2 separate regions of the Mus musculus genome follow, and region 2 is linked to region 1. The links are chromatin contacts, called in public HiChIP or PLAC-seq maps. All regions are on one chromosome and are shown on one strand. The core of a region is the stretch at or near the end of the contact, and the rest is flanking DNA. Distances in the headings are between cores, read along the strand shown. Region 1 overlaps 9130015L21Rik (RIKEN cDNA 9130015L21 gene). Region 2 overlaps Gm34805 (a long non-coding RNA gene).

What was found. HiChIP or PLAC-seq counts read pairs in DNA pulled down with a chosen protein or histone mark.
Region 2: an H3K27ac HiChIP or PLAC-seq map of the NIH/3T3 cell line shows a contact between it and region 1, with 2.1 times the contacts expected there. The contact joins two enhancer-like sites. A contact is called at or near these places in 1 of 15 datasets of contacts at CTCF or cohesin (the NIH/3T3 cell line) and 1 of 115 datasets of contacts at active chromatin or transcription factors (the NIH/3T3 cell line).

What each region holds. Positions count from the first base shown.
Region 1 is chr2:160,020,352-160,023,051 of GRCm38.p6, reverse strand. All of the region lies in intron 1 of 9130015L21Rik (RIKEN cDNA 9130015L21 gene), which reads right to left. Among named protein-coding and RNA genes, the nearest start is that of 9130015L21Rik, 5.0 kb to the right of the region's middle. Within about 2 kb of position 1,316, at least 25 of the 459 cell types and tissues checked have an H3K27ac peak or open chromatin away from gene starts, as enhancers often do. A contact at or near this core is called in the NIH/3T3 cell line, where this site is marked.
Region 2 is chr2:160,220,611-160,223,310 of GRCm38.p6, reverse strand. The region is part of intron 2 of Gm34805 (a long non-coding RNA gene); the gene reads left to right. Among named protein-coding and RNA genes, the nearest start is that of Gm34805, 28 kb to the left of the region's middle. Within about 2 kb of position 1,335, at least 42 of the 459 cell types and tissues checked have an H3K27ac peak or open chromatin away from gene starts, as enhancers often do. A contact at or near this core is called in the NIH/3T3 cell line, where this site is marked.

The DNA.
Region 1 (2,700 bases), core at 67-2,566:
GAGCAGCAAGTGTCCATCATTGCTAATCTCTGCAGCTCCCTGACCTTTTTTATTTCTTCTTCTTCTTCTTCTTCTTCTTCTTCTTCTTCTTCTTCTTCTTCTTCTTCTTCTTCTTCTTCTTCTTCTTCTTCTTCTTCTTCTTCTTCTTCTTTAACTTATCAAGTATTACATTGAAAGAATACCCCAGCTCTTTGGGACTAAACCACCAATCAAAGAAAACACATGGTGGGACTCATGTCTCTAGCTGCATATGTAGCAGAGGATGGCCTAGTCGGCCATCAATGGGAGGAGAGGCCCTTGGTCTTGCAAAGATTCTATGCCTCAGTATAGGGTAATGCCAGGGCCAGGAAGTGAGAGTGGGTAGGCTGGGGAGTAGGGAGAAGGGGGGAGGGTCTAGGGGATATTTGGAGAGGAAACTAGGAAAGGGGATAGCATTTGAAATGTAAATGAAGAAAATATCTAAGAAAAAAAAGAAAGAATAGCAATGACCCATTCCCACCCCTGCCCACACACACACAGGCACACCCACAATAATGTTAATATTTCCCTGTTTTGAGATGGGATATGTTCGCAGCAGGAGCAGACATGGTATACTAGGAAGAAAGGGGATTGGCTATACAGAATCCCCAGGGATGAAATTCAGATGGAAGCTGAGAGTGAAGAGGATGGGCTGAGAGCTAACACTGGAGCAAAGAAAAGTAACCTAGTACCAAAAAGATGAAGAAGCTGAAAGGGGGATTAGAGGTTAACACTTAGAAATGACCTTGATTTTCAAGGATTTGAAAGTATGATCTCCTATCTTTATCTCTGTAACAACTACGAAGCACATGGCCTGGCCCCCGTTTACAGAAGAGACAGCTGAGGCTCAGTGAAGTCAAGTGGCTAACATAGATCAGACTGCAAGTCCATTGACTTCTGACTTCTGACTTCAAATTCTAACCTATAGCCAGGCGTGGTGCCACATACCTTTAATCCCAACACTCCGAAGCTGAGACAAGTGGGCCTCTATGAGGCCAACCAGGTCTACATAACTAGGTCTATGCCAGAAAAGGCTGCATAATGAGAACTTGTCTCGAAAACAAAACAAGACACATCAATGAACAAGAACAACAAAAATCTGACCTATAGTGTGACTGGAAACCAGCAGACACACCCTGTATATGAGGAAGCGTCGTGTTTGGCTGGGATAGTGCATAGACTACACTAGAGAAATATCTGCTTCTTTTAGGTAGAAACAAATTCAAAACCCACCCAACAATGAAAACAGGACAGAGTGCTGAGTCACTCTCCCCAAGCAGCCTGCAGGAGGTAATTATAAACAGCTGGAGCAGACATCATGGGACTCCGGAGAAGAGTCCAAGAGAAGCAGGACTAGGGACTGGCTCTGGAAAGAGGAAGTTTCTGCAGAGGCCAGAGGGAAGAGACTCTGGCCATCTTGATCCTGGTGGCCACTGCTCAGGCAGGTCTTGCCCTGCTCCCCCATTCTCTCTGCCTTGCTAAAAACCGTTAGTCTCCATTCCTAAAACTAGCCACTAAGATCTATTCCTTTATTTGGCCACTTCCTCCCCCTGAGGCTGACTACCAAGGTCCAGCTATCAAAGTATTGAAGTTTAACAATCAAAAGCCCCCTTTGGCTCACCTAATTAACATTCCCAGTCAAAATTAAACACCTCATCCTAGCACAGGGCTCCCCCCTTTATCTTTACAAACCACCATTTTCCTACAAGCCACAACTGTCTCCTCTGAGGCAGACCTTTGTCCCACTCTCAGACAAATACCCCATAGCCCTCTCCATTACCCCCCACTCTTTCCTCTTCCTTGTTCTCTTCCCCCCTCCCTGGTCCTCTATTTTCTGTCTTTGTCTTTCATTCCCTGCCTTCTGTCCCTCTGGGGTAAGTAAATCTCTTGTGCTGAGAACTTTGCCTTGAGGGTTCTGAGCCTATATGAATCTCTCACACTGAGCCGGACTAGAAAGAACTGGATTGAACCAAGCAGAACAGGCCCTACTTGGAAAGCAAAAGAGAGCTAGGAATTTGAAAGCTCCAGAGATCCTTGAACTATGGGGTCTCTCAGGAGGGAGTAAAGTGCTAGACACATGGCCATGAAACCTTTAAGTCTTCACCCTCCGTCACAGGAAAATAAGTTGAGAGTTGAGGCAATAAAAGCAGCAGAGGCCAATGAAAAATCTCCAGGTAGAAGGGCAAAGCTGAATGATGGAAGAGCCCGTTTGGACTCAGAGGTTATTTTTTTTCTTCGTCTTCTGAGGTACTGGTAGCTCGTTTATCTCGAAAGGCCAAGTAACTAATGCCTTTTTATTGATGAATGGCCACTTGCCTTCTGATGTACAACCACTTAGTTAATTTTCCCCTTCCTGAAATTGCTGTACCTCCAAGTTGTCACACCTGCCAAGCTACCTCCATCGAGAACCCAAGGGCCCTTAGGAGAGCTCCCGAGTCAAGGTCCTGAGCAGGAAAGGCCTTACATGCCACTGACCAGAGCCCCTAGCAGAGAGTCAGAAAATCAGCCCCGCTGAACAGAAAGTAGGAAGTCAGGAGAAGAAGTAGATCTGGAGCTTGGGCTGAGGGATATTCATTTGTTCTCCGAGCTACCATTCCTTGGTACCAGCCCTGCCCTGAGGATTAGTTATAATGTCAAAGCCAAGTTGTACCAGAGGCATTTAGTGTCAAGTGAGGAGACCGC
Region 2 (2,700 bases), core at 86-2,585, 200 kb before region 1:
TGGGAGAACCGTTTACAGGGGCATGGCAAATCAAACCGCAGTGTCATCATGAGTGGTGTCTGTTTTTATAGGTTACCTTGGAAACAGACTAAGAACTGGAGTTTACTTTATGGGTGCAAGAATGTCAAATTTATGTGAATAGAAACATAGAAGTTCAAAGGCAAAGCAGAAGGGTCAGTTGTAGGAGGTGGGCACTGTTGGGTTGCTTATGATGCTATTTGGGCTGAATCACCAGGTCATTCTACATGTGACCTGGAGTGGCCTCCAACTCCGAGACTTCATACCTAGAGTCTTGGCTATCCTGCTGTTCAGATTTTGCGAGCCCGAGCCCCAAAGCCAGGGCTCAACAGCAATTCCCCAAACACAGCTTCCACGCTGGCCTCAAGATACAAGGGCATGTAATTGCTTCTTGTCTGACTGCAGGAAGCTGAAAGACTTGCACGGGGGATTTTCTGGAGGCCAGAGTGCTCTCTGGTCTTGAGTGCAAGGTTCCCCACGAGTGTTCTGCAGTGTTGGTCAGCAGGGGCTGGTCCTCTCAGCTGTTCCTGAGAGTACTTTGAGCAAAGGCAAAGAGCCCTGCACCTGAGGGAAGCAGTTGCATTAGGCCTAATGGGGCTCACGGGAGCCCTGTTAAGTTCAGAAATTTGACTGCACGGGGGAATCAAGCACTTTGGCCCACATGATCTTTTTCAACTTGGGAGAAGATGAAGCTGTAGATAGAACGACTTCTCTTCAGGGGGCCCCTTAAAGCGAAGCAGAAAGAGCTCTGCTTTCCAGTCTCTTTCTCAGAACTCCTGTGGGTGTGGCGGAAGCCCGACCTTCAGAGGAGGTCCCTGCTCTCTGCCTTCACTCCAGCTCCAAGTACAGGTATCCCTGTGTCTGCCTGGCTGGCCACTGTGAACAGGCGTAGAGTCTTTTGACACCCGACCCAGCCTCAGAATCCCACTGCTACAGCTTGGAGAACATGAGTCACCAAGAATTTGTCTGTTAGGATTTCAGCTCCATTGCCGTTTATTCATTCATTTATTCACCTAGTCCTCAGTTTTTCGCACCACCCCTTTTCTCTGCCCGACTGTGTTTTAGGCGCTGGCAGTGGGACAGAACCATGGGGGCCTTAAGCCAATGTCGAGAAAAAGAACATTGTCCTCAGCTCTGTAATAGCGATCGGCTGGGCGTTCTTTTCAGACCCAGGACAATGGGCAGGCACGAATGGGGCAGATCTTCGTTCCACGGGAGTAGCCATAAGCAGTGACTTTCTGAGATGTCTCAGTTCACAAAGCAGAGGGGGATGAGGAGAAAAAGCCAGTGACTCAGAGGGCCGGGGAAGGGCCTTCTAGGCAGAGCGACTGGCAGAACAGAGAGGCCCAGGCAGCAGGGGCTGAGCTGGTTCCTGAGCCCTGGACACACCCTGTCTCCTCTTACTTTTTCTCTCACCTTCTATCCCTGTCTCCTTGCGCTTTCTCGCTTGCTGTCTCTCCCTCTCCCTGCCCCTTTTCCTCTCTAGCGCACACACACACACACACACACACACACACACACACACACACACACACACACACACACACAGGCTCCTGTGGAAGCCAAAGGTCAATGTTTGCTGTCTTCTTCTATCACTCTTCACTTTAGTTTTTGAGACAGGCTCTCTCACTAACCCTGGAACTCGCCATCTTGGCTAGACTGATGTCATTGTCCCCCTAAGATTTACCTGTCTCTGCTCCTCAGCCCTAGGCTTACAGGTACATGTTGCTGAGCCCAGATTTTCATGTGAATGTAGGGGGATTCAAACTCAGGACTTCGTTCTTGCACAGCAAGCACTTCGAGTACTGAGCCATCTGCCCACCCCTGATTTATCCCCCTATTTCTCGTACCCACTCTATCTGGCCAGCATTCAGCACTGCGGTCTTGTTTCTGACAATCTTGATTTGTGTTTGACCCCAACTTTCCCCTCCCCTCCTTTTCTTTACTGTGCTAGTTTTTCCTTCTGTCCCATTAGGAATCATATTTTCTCAGTTAGTTCTCCAGTGATTCTTTGGGTCCCCCTTTCTCTCTTCTTCTTCTCTCTCTCTCCCCATCCCTCTCCCTCCCTTCCTCCCTCCCTCTCTCCCTCTTCCTCTCTGTCTCTGTATGTCTCTGTCTCTCTGTCTCTTTATCTCTCTGCTGTTTCCACCTAATTTTGGCCCCAGTTCCTTCTTTATCCTCCCCTGCCTGATGGCTCTTCTATTCCCAAGCAGAGGACACTTGGATGGCCATCTGATTGATGCGACCTCTGACAGCCAAAGCCTTTAATCATTCCCACAGCATATCTCTGGGAGTGGTGAGCTCGTGGTGTTTTGTCTGAACTCAAAGAAAGACAGGGGTTCTTAAACAAACATGCTTTCTCGGGAACCCGAGTGATTGTACTTCTCCATTGATCCATCCTCATGTCGAGCATGTGCAAAGCCTTCTGGGGAAATCAGTGAGCTGGCTAAGCTGGGTGTGGAGGGAGGAGGGAGTGGAGTTGTCTCAGGCAGGGCCTGGCCAGGCCATGAATACAGTGGGTTATTTGTAGGAGGGAGAAAGATCATTTCCTGTTGGGCGAATCAGAGCGAACTTCCTGGTGTCAGCTGTTAACTCTGTAAAGCCTTTCTGACTACCCTTCTATCCCCACAGAGAAGGGATGGGTCACCCCCTGTCTCTGTCTTACTAAGAAAGGGACTCTAG